2 separate regions of the Hordeum vulgare genome follow, and region 2 is linked to region 1. Evidence: chromatin contacts called from public Hi-C data. All regions are on one chromosome and are shown on one strand. The core of a region is the stretch at or near the end of the contact, and the rest is flanking DNA. Distances in the headings are between cores, read along the strand shown. Region 1 has its middle 16 kb from the start of LOC123401754. Region 2 has its middle 140 kb from the start of LOC123402844.

Region 1 (5,840 bases), core at 2,054-4,553:
TGTCTTGCAGAAAAAAACTGTGAGAGGACGCTAGATGTCCATTTTGTGGACAAGGCAGCAACGGTGTGTTGACGAAGATGTTGATGAAGACCACGTTGATGAAGACCTTGACGATGAAGCGTCGGCGATGGCGTCGCAGAAGTGGGTCGATGATAATGTGTCGCTTGAAAGCGTCCCTTGCGGCAACCAAGTATCGATATCGTGTCGCGTCCGAAAAGTCGATGAAGAATTGCATCACTTTTCGCACCGGCCTCACGTGTGGGTGATGCATGTCGATGTTGCTTCTCGTAGTGTGCTTGGCGATGAATCTGATGTACTTTGGCTTGATGCAGTGCGGAACGGTCGGTGCAGTTGTCCGGTTGATGATGTGCCGAGGGTCGATGCAGATCAAACATACTTCAGGTGGAGCCTCTTGGCCTTGTACACGTACGCATCCCTGAGCCTAGATGGAGCCTGGATTCCATTCATGAACGTGAACTCAAGATGGGAATGGGCCGGCCCGGACCTGGCCTTGGACCTGGCCCCGTGGCCTCAAAGCCAATTTCAGGGGCCATGGGTCGACCCATTCTAAGAAAATCATGTGGCCTTGTTGGCCCATTGGGAACACCAGGGCCGACCCAAAAATCAGTAATAGTTCCACAATTTTTTAGCTAGGTATACACAGAGAACATTTTCTAACTGATATTATAACAAGACAACAAATAATTACCTAAGCAGGCATGATAATACGAAATAAATACAAGGTACCAAGCAAGCATCAGTCCATTTCAACTCTTTTTACAGCCAGTACAAGACAATCACATTTGTTGACGATATTACAGGTTTTATGAGCATCTAGCTACATCTTTCAAGGAGCAGCCATTACATTTCGAAACTTCAGCAAATTATAAAGAAAGTTGACATCTTTTTGCTTCATCGTCTACTGGAGGTTAACATCAATTGCGGCAAAAAGCTTCAGTCCTCATTGTCTGTATTTACAAGGAAATGTTACAAGAGTAATTATGTGCAAATTTATGAGCAAAAATTGAAAACAAAGACTGAAACCAAGCAAAAATTAGCTGCGAATTTAACTATCCTCTTCTGCGGCTTCCATTCCTCGTCAATGAAGTGAGCTGTGATGCAAATGTACCCAATTGTCTGATTTGATGTCCACAAGTCTGTAGTCAAAGAAATCTTGGATTTGGAGTTTTTGAACATCCCTTGCAGAATTCGCTTCTCTTCCTTAAATGCTTTCATGCAATCATCCTTCACTGTTTTCCTGCATATCATTTTGAAATTTGGATTTAGACTAGAAACAAATCTTCTGAATCCATCATACTCCACCAATGAGAATGCCAACTCATGCAACACGATCATCCTCATGAGCTCTCGACGTGCTAATGCCTGATTAAAGGTCCAAAGCCCCATTGCAACTCCATCCGGACTCACTATAGAAGCACTCAGCTGCCCAGAAACTCTAAGAACCTTCTTCCTTTCCTTGCATCTCTTCAAATGTTTGCGCAATGAACTTGTTCCATGTTTACGCTCAGCACAAATATTCCTTGCACAATGTTTGCACTCAGCAGCTACAACTATGCCATCAACACGAATAGGCTCATATTCTTTCCACACTTTAGACAAAAACTTTCTTCCTGATTCAGAAAATGATCCCATGTCAATGATATCAACTCCTCCCTCTTCATCTTCTTCATCATCTTCTTCATCATCCTCATCTTCTTCTCCTTCCTCTTCTTCTTCATAGTCAATATCTTCTTCATCGGCCTCATCTTCCTCAAAATCAACCATAGGAGTGTCATGTGAACGTCCTGCTGAGTAAAGGACACAAGTGTTAACATTGCAGTTAGATAATAACTTATCAACTCTTAAGTTGCATCCTTAGGAAAAGAAAGGTTGAAAATGGTCACCATGATAAGCTTTGCAAATGTTTATCGAAGAAGGAGACAACCCTGGAGGTGGTTGAGCCCTTCTCATTGTCGCACCGGATATCAACGATGAACTGCCACTTCGGTATGCCTCCTGGTCCCCTTCTTGCTCTTCCATGTTTCTGACCATAGAGAAATATAGGATCATTACAAGGATCAACACCCACAAAACTGGAAGAAACTGCAATGTACAAGAAGATGTTCTGCAATGTACAAGAAACTGCAATGTACAAGAAGATGATCATAGAGAAATATAGCATACATCAGCGTAAGCTTTGTGATTACACATGTTCTGTTATAATAGTCAATTAATATTTATCAGATATGCATAAATGTTTGAGGCAATCACAAACAAAAAGTGACTCTTGCTTTTACACAAATGTAGAAACTGTCTCTGAATGAAACTGCAGGTTACATTTTGCTGTAACATCAAATGCCTGAATGGAACTGCAGGTTACATTTTGCTTTTACATTTTGCTCTGTTGAAAACTGAAAACTTTCAGAAGCTTCATTTCTTATGAATGAGAAATACTCCTACAGAGAGCCTGAATATGAATGAGAAATACTTCATTTCAGTTTACTCTAGTATACTTATAGATTGAATTTACACAAGAACCTGAGGTTTACTATGGATCAAAATGGCTTCCTCAGCCTATTTTCTGTCAGTCCTGTTGGATGAGATTTATCAATTGGTTCAATGAAAGAAATGGAGAATCTGTGATGATATTAGTATACAAAGTTCTCTGATTTCTGTCCTCAATTTAGTATACTGATCTCTCATCATACTAGTATCCTATCTGATCAATACGGTCCAAATTATGACTAGAACTGTCACCATACTGTCAAAACTGATGTCAATTTCTGCTAGAAAGCACAACAGCAAGAAAGTTTTACCTCTGACAAGTTGGAGAGGACGGCGACCGGGATGGCGTGCTCGACGGCGTCCGGGACGACATACTCGAGGCGAAACGCCGGCGACAACAGAGATACTCGGGGGCGTCCCGACGACGGCGACGGCGGCACAGGTGGTCGACTGGTCGGGGTCGACTGGTCGGGCTGCGGCACAGGTGGTTGAGGGCGTCCACCGGCAGAGGGCGGCGGCGGAGATGGTCGAGGGCGGCGGCGGAGATGGTCAGGGGCGGCGGCGGAGATGATCAGGGGCGGCGACGGCACTGGTGGTCGAGGGCGTCCATCGGCCTCGGGGGCAGCTCGACTGCTAGGGTTACCTGGCTGGGTCGACCCGTGTGACCCATTGGGTTGCACGGTGCCGGCTTTACTGGACCATGTATGTTTTGAGGCCGACCCACCTGGCCCATTGGCCTTGATTTTTTGGGTCGGGTCAGTGATCCAGTGGGCCGACCCGGCCCATTCCCATCCTGAACGTGAACACATGGGCTCTGCTTGTGTCACAGACTCACAGGTGAATCAGGAGGCGCGCGGCCGACGAGACGCGCTGGAGTCGGCTCGGTGCTCCACAAGAGGCGCAGGAGTCAAGGCCAAGAGCTTTGCATGCCCGATCAGATCGATCTGTCTGGTGAGGCAAATCCGTATGGCCCTCCCGTTGTCGAAGTCTGTTGCTCGGAGTAGCATTGGATGCGCCGGATGGAGCCGCCAGCCGCGGGAGTTCCGCCCTCCCATGATCTACTGCCGACATGCATGGTTTCGATGAAGCCGTTGGCTCGTGGTGTTGGTGCTGGAAGCGCATCTGTGTGTCGTGTACGTCGGGGTGGTGGCGCCATGCAGTTGTTGATGATGCTCGGTCGCCTGGGATGTCGATGCAGATCATAGGAATAGCCGGTCCTGCTGCCGCTTGACGCAGGCCTATGCGTCGGAACGGAGACCATCCATCTGCCCTATGCCGTGCTGAGCAGAAGCCGGTTCGATCCCACCAGACCGGATAGCTGCCGCCATGCGTGCGCCTGCTGGTGCGGACCTGGCAAGCATCCGGTCTTGCCGCCGTCCGGATGCACCCGTGGTGGACGCCAGCTCGAACCTTCGTGTCTTGGGAAGATGTGTCTGATGGACATGCCTCGAAGATTTTTCGCCGGATAAGAGGGTAAATGAATTTGATTTTGAAGCTAAAGAAAACAGATCTACTTCAACTTCGAAAATTAGAATTGATCTAATCTAATAAATCGATCCAAGCTACAGGAACCTATCTGATCTTTGATCGATCGGGTGCCGCGTCCCGGGGAGAGAAGATTAATCTTTCCGGGGACGTCGCGGTGCGGAAGTGGCAGAGGAATTTAGGATAGACGTCGTGAAACTAACCGCTCTAATCTCATGTAGAAAATATGGAATGACTAATGTTTTTTGTTGACGTATGTTGTATTGATCTAGCCCTTATAGGAATATATAGAGTACTGTACTACATATGAAGGGAGACAGATTTGGAGTGAGGACAAGTCATATACTCCCTCCGTCCCAAAATAACGGTCTCGAGCTTAATACAATTTTATACTAGAGCTAGTACAACGTTGAGACATTTATTTTGGAACGGAGGGAGTATAATTTAAATATATTTTATCTCTAACTCTTATCTCTATCTTAAATACAATATACTTCTAACACCCTCGACATGCTCCTGGGAGCGGCGGGCGCTGCATTCCATCACAACATTCATGTGCATCTTCTCAAACCAAGAAGAACCAGCAGCACCACAAGCAACAAAGGAAAAAAGATATATTTAGAACATGTAATTACTCCCCGGTCCCAGCACAACATTTGTCCCCAAGACATCTAAAATTTAAAATAAGCAAATTAATCACGATAGACAGATCAATAAGTAATTAAGTAGTAACAGCAAGTATTTCCGTTGAAATTCACACACTTCGTGCAGACAGTGTGGAGATCTGCCCAGGATGGTATGCAACGTGGTGTCTAGCTCTTCCAGATGCTGGATGGAGTCAACAGCTGGCGCCAGGTTCCAGCGTCTGTCTGCCTCCATGGAGTCCGAGGATCTGTGACAACAGCATGTAGTTGGCATCGACATTGACCACATTCTGGCGCGAGGTTGAGGTTGGCACGCGCGGCCGCGGTCATCGCCCCCTGCCTTGTCAGGAGCTGAGCATTTCTTCAGTTAAGCTGCTCACGTTCAGATAACCAACGACCCAGATGGTTCGCTACCGCTTCAGGAGGATCCGAAGGCGATCGACATTCTAGTTCTAATTCTTGTCTTAAACAGTCACCGGCTACTTTCTGTAAAAAAAAAATTTAAAAGGAGGCGATGCCCCGGCCTCTGCATCGAGAGATGCATACGGCCATATATTATATCAAACCCAAGTCCTCGAATAGTACATAGAGTCTTTAAAAAAGTAAGGAAAAAAATAGCAAAAAGATATACGACGACCAACTCGCCACAACCGGGATGCGCTAAAATAAGCATAGATGACTAAACACCTATCCTATTAATATGCCGTCATCCAAAACGGTTGAAGATAACCTTAGCTACCATCTTCCATCAGACACACCCAGTAATCATAGGCTCCCTGGCTTCCACAGGAGTGAGTAATGACCATGTGCGGATCAAGGCAGTAGCCTTGAAAATGACCTGTAAAAAATGAATATGTTGATGTTTGTTAAATACCAAGTCATTTCTACAGTTTCATGTAGCCCACAAAAGTGCACATGATCCTACCGGATAAGGCTAGCAGTTATATCATCGATCCCTCTTAACCACGTCCCAAATAACGTGTTTAAACTGTTGGGTGGCTTAATGTTGAAAGTAATAAGAATTGTTCGTCATAGAAGTTTAGCCATCGGACAATCCAGAAAGAGGTGTTTAATTGTTCACCGGCTACTTTCTGTAATACAGTGTAGTACTGTGTTGTGACTCCTAGCTTGCTATGTAATCTGGAGAGTGGGTGGATGGGCAGCTCGACATATGAAACAAGCCCTAGTTCTTCCTTTCCCCTCTTG
Region 2 (5,218 bases), core at 2,509-5,008, 830 kb after region 1:
TCGGTTTTCACTAGATTTTTTCTTTGCTTCCCCTTTCTTCTTTTTTTCTTCCGTGTTCTTTCTTTCTTTCTGGTTTCCAACAATTTTCTTTGTATACACTTGGGTTTCATAATTTTTATATATCTTGTACATTTTTCTAACACTTTTAAAACGATTGATTATTAATTTTTTAATACTGCATTAACATTTTTTTCGTACATGACGAACATTTTTCTACACATATTTAATATTTTTATTTTTGAAATGCTTTGTTAATTTATTTCAAATATAAGTTTAACATTGTTTCACAACATTTTTACTACATACATTTTTTTTATTACATGGTCAACATTTTTACTATATAAGTTTCCCATTTTTTGAATACATGACCATTATTTTTTATACACACATTTTAGATTTTAAAATGCAAGTTAATCATTTCTCCATACATGGTCAACATTGTTCCTATACACATTTAACAATTTTAAAATGTTTTATTTACATTTTTCAAATAATTATTATTATTTTTCAAAAGCTGTCAACTGTTTTTAGAAATACAGGATAATTTTTTCACACATTGTATATTTTTAATACATTTTTCGTATACATGGTCATCATTTTTTCTATACGCACTTAACATTTTGCAAATGCATGATTAACAGTTTTTGAAACATTATTGAAGTACATTTTCATAATATATATGTTTATAATTTTCGAATTGTAAAAAAAAAATCAAAAAAACGAAAAAAACGAAAATGAAAAACAGGAAAAAAAAACCCTCCAGAGCACCTGGGCCGGATCAATACCAGGTCGACGGCTGACCGAATTACCACGACCCTGAACCACTGGTCAGGTTGTTAATTGTTGTACAAAAATGTTCAACCAAAAAGTCAGAGCAAAACCTTATGAATTTGAAAAAATCACAGTTTCGAAAAAATATCATGAAATTAAAAAATTCATCATATTTGAATACATTTCATGAATTCATAAAAATGTTCACAAATTTGGGAAAATTTCATATATTTGATATCAATTTTGAATATGAAAAGGTTCATGAATTTTTAAAAGGTAACGAATTTGGGAAAAAATGTTAGCAAAATTTTGTAAAATGTTCACAAACCGGAAAAAGGCTACGAAATTAAAAATATCTTTGAATTAAAAATACTTCACAGACTTGAAAACAATTGGTGAATTAAAAAAATGCATGAATTTGGAAAAACAAGACAAAAGCTCATGGATTTGAAAAAAATCACAATATTTTTAAATATTGGATATGCCAAAAGGGAAAACGAAAAAAAAAAAACAGAACCTTACCCAACATAAATATGGGAAACTGGGTGAAAAAATAGAGGAAACGTTGGAAGGTTCCCCAAACCAATGTACTCTCTCCGCTCCTAAATATATGTCTTTTTAAATATTTCATTACGAACTACATATGAAGTAAAATGAATTAATTCACACTTTAAAATAAGTTTACATACATCCATGCGTAGTATGCAGCAAAATTTCTAAAAAATATATATATTTAGAAACGACGAAAGTACAAAAGAAACAAATGGGCCAGCCCACTTAGAAGATAGAACTAATGAAGGGAGTGAAGGTGTGTCATTGTATAGTATGCTATATTTGGTGCTATAAGCACCAAACAAGAATTGAGTTCGAGGCGACCTTTCTGTATCCATAAGTCCCCGACGAGGTGGGCAACTTGAGGCTAGAGTTCAAGCCGGTCGGGATGGATTGAATAGCAACATACTCCTTGACCAAAAGATAGTACTTGCAGTGGAATTCTATTTTGCCCGGATCGTTGGATAATGACCATGGGCACACCCCCCCCCCCCGACCCCACCACCACCTCCCTGCACCTATAATGTTGGATCGGCCCAACTACTGTTTTCTAGGTTTTGAGAAGTTTCAACGACCTTCCCATGCTAGTTTTTTCGTTTTGTGTTTTCTTTATTTTTTTCTGCCTTTTCATTTTGTTCTTCCATTTTTTACATTGTTTTATTTATTTTTATTTTCCAAACAGATTTTCAAATTTTGTGAACAGTTTCACGAAATCTTAATTATTTATTAAATTTCATGAACATTATTTATGGAATCATGAATTCTTTTCAAAATCGAAGATCTATCAGATACCTAATATTCTGCAAATTCAGGAACATTATTTAAAAAGAGTGGACATTTAATCAAACCACATGAATATTTTTCTAAATAGTAAATCATTTTTGGAATATACTAACATATTCTTCGGGAACAATTTATCTAAGTTACGAAAATTTGTTTTCAAATGCATGACAGTTTTTCGAATTCATGTAGATTTTTTAGTCGATGCATTTTTTCTAATCCATATACGACCATTTTTTCAATTGCGATAACTTTTTTTAATTCAGTAACATTTTCCAAACTTGCGAACATTTTTCTGATTTGAAAACTATTTTTCAGACTCATGAATTTTGACGAGTTCGATTTTTTCTAAAAATCCCGACAATTCTATAATAGTCGGACCAGTTTTTAAATCATTTTTTCTTTATAAATGAAATAAAAATATATAACTAAGAAAGAGAAATGCAAGAATAAAAAAGGGGCACCCCGGCCCCATATGGCCGGCCTAAAAGCACGGCAACTAATATATCTTGCAGTCAGCGAGACGGTAGGAAAAAAAAGAAAAGGAAAAAAAAGAGAAGGAAAAGGAGAGAACCAGGGCAATAGAAACACTGCTAGTCACTACGACCACATTCTTAGTTCTAGGGGTACAACCTAATCGACGCAATTCGAGCCAGTTTTCTTCGGCTTTTTTCTTGTTTTATGTGTTTTATTTTCTTTTGCATTTTTTCATTATTTCTTGCATTTGTACGTTTGCTTTTTCATTTTGCTTTTCCTTTTTTATTTGGTTTATTTTGTTTTTTTTCGTTCACTTTTCTGGGTTTCTTTGGTTTTCAATCTACATTTTTTGTATATATCAGCATTTTTTTGGAAATACACGTTTAACATTTATTCAATACCATTTTTATGTACAGTTTCAAAAAAAATCTATACACATTTTTAACATTTTTCAAATGCTTGATTAAGGAAATTCAAATACAAAATTCATATTTTTTAATACATGGTCAATTTGTTTTCCTATACACACTTTTAAACCTTTTCAAATGCATGGCTAACATTTTAAAAATATAAGATTAACATTTTTAATACATGGTTAACTTTTCCTCTATTAAAAATTCACAATTTTCAACTACTTCATTAAATTTTTTTAATACAATATTAATATTTGTTGAACACATGGTCAACAGCTTTTCTAAGCACATAAGCATTTTTCAAATCTTCGTTAACATTTTCATATATTATTTAATAAATTTTCAAATGATTAATTAGCATTTTAAAATACATGGTTAACATTGTTTTATACACTTGTAACATTTTAGAAATGCTTTATTAACATTTTTCAAACACTTTTAAGAACTTTTAATACATGGTTTGAATTTTTTTAATTCTGTGATCAATTTTTTTCATACACAGTTTACTGTTTTGTATAGAATTTTCATATACTTGATAAATATTATACACATTTAATATTTTCAAATTTTTGGTCAACATTTACAAATTTATAATGTAGAGTTACTTTTATAATATATTTATTTATATTATTTGAAAGTATAAACTAATAAAATCAAAAGAAGGAAAACAAATGTGAAAAAAATGAGGTTGTTGTTCCCGAATGCCTGAACCGGCCTGAACCTAGTGAGCCATGTGTGAATTAAGAACTCCCCACCTGCAGAGCGAGTCCTATTCCCAGCATGGGTCGGGGAATAGAGGTCGAACACATACACCACGAACTATCGTCCTGATGTGTGGCCCGGCCATTTCAGATTAACCTTTCCTGACCCAGTTTTTGTTTCTTCCATTTCTTTTTTTTCTATTCATTTTATTTATCATTACCTTTTCATATTTTCCTCTTTTTTCAACGTCGCATTTTATTGGATTAATGAACTTTTTTCAAATTTGCGACCTACTATAACGATCACAAATATGTTTCAAAATAGTGAACTTTCTAGAAAGCCGCAAGAATATTTTCAATTTGTGATTTGTTTGAAAGTTGTGAACATAGTTTGAAATTTGTGGAACATAATTTTAATTTTATGAATATATTTTGAAAGTCGTAATTATTTTTTCAAATTGGTGAACATTTTGCGATTTTCCTAACATTTTTGAAATTTCATAGACATATTAATTTCTAAACCATTTTGTAAAATTCGTGAGTATTTCTTAAACTTAAGTACATCTATTGAAATTAGTGAACATTTCTCGGACTCACAAACATATTTTTAACCTTATGAACATTTTCTTGAATTCGTGATTTCTTTTTGAAACTGAACATTTGCCAAAATCAACAACAGTTTTTTAGTCCGTGATTTTATTTCAAATTCAATAATATTTTATAAAAATCATGAAATTTTACAGAATTAATTAACGTTTTTTGAAAATCAACAACATTTTTTAAACTTTGCACAAAATTTTGAAATACATGATTATTTTTCAAAATCATGAACATCTTTCACACTTGACAGCATTTGCTGAATTCAAGAACAATTTTTGAATGGGCAATCATTGTTAGAAGGGAAACTCTGTGCTCCAGCCGACGGATTGCATGCAGGCATCCGCACCCTCATTCGTGTGTCACGTGTTTTATACGGATTCATCAGCTTACGGTTGTGTAACTTACGGCTTGTTGCAGTTCACGCACCACAACAGCTCTTATGTTGCAGGATCTAAATCTGGATCCCTTAGAGCAGCAACCTCTTGTTCGTGCGACGCGTGTTCTATATGGGCCTACCTTAGTCGTGTTGTTTTTTATAACATCAATCATGGTGCAAAACATCTCTTTCGTAATATCATACGTAGGTGAAGACAAAAGAATCTGCAACATTACCATTGTTGCAAAAAAAATTGCAACAAGACCTTCGTTGTAAAAAAAAAAATCAGCAACAAGGCATGTGTTGCAAAGATTTCTGCAACGAGTCCTCTGTTACAAAAATTCTACAAGAATAAGTTTGTTGTGGTGGTGAAAGTTGCCACTCTGCCATACGAGTGCAATAGCTAAAGCAGCTGTTTCTGCAACACGATGGTTGTTTCAAGATTAATTGTCACGCATTTTCCACAATCAAAGCAGTTGTTTCTGCAACACATCGTTGATTTAAGACTTAATGAGTGGGGAAAGGCACAAGCAAGGTGTGCGAGGAGA

Evidence for each region. A called contact is a pair of places that touch in the nucleus more often than the background predicts.
Region 2: a contact with region 1 is called in a Hi-C map of leaf, with 5 times the contacts expected there. The contact joins two enhancer-like sites. A contact is called at or near these places in 2 of 6 Hi-C or Micro-C datasets (leaf and seedling).

Annotation. Positions count from the first base shown.
Region 1 is chr6H:137,936,833-137,942,672 of MorexV3_pseudomolecules_assembly, forward strand. No RefSeq gene overlaps it. Among protein-coding and RNA genes, the nearest start is that of LOC123401754, 16 kb to the right of the region's middle. Within about 2 kb of position 3,304, at least 3 of the 3 cell types and tissues checked have open chromatin away from gene starts, as enhancers often do. A contact at or near this core is called in leaf and seedling, where this site is marked.
Region 2 is chr6H:138,769,198-138,774,415 of MorexV3_pseudomolecules_assembly, forward strand. No RefSeq gene overlaps it. Among protein-coding and RNA genes, the nearest start is that of LOC123402844, 140 kb to the left of the region's middle. Within about 2 kb of position 3,759, at least 3 of the 3 cell types and tissues checked have open chromatin away from gene starts, as enhancers often do. A contact at or near this core is called in leaf and seedling, where this site is marked.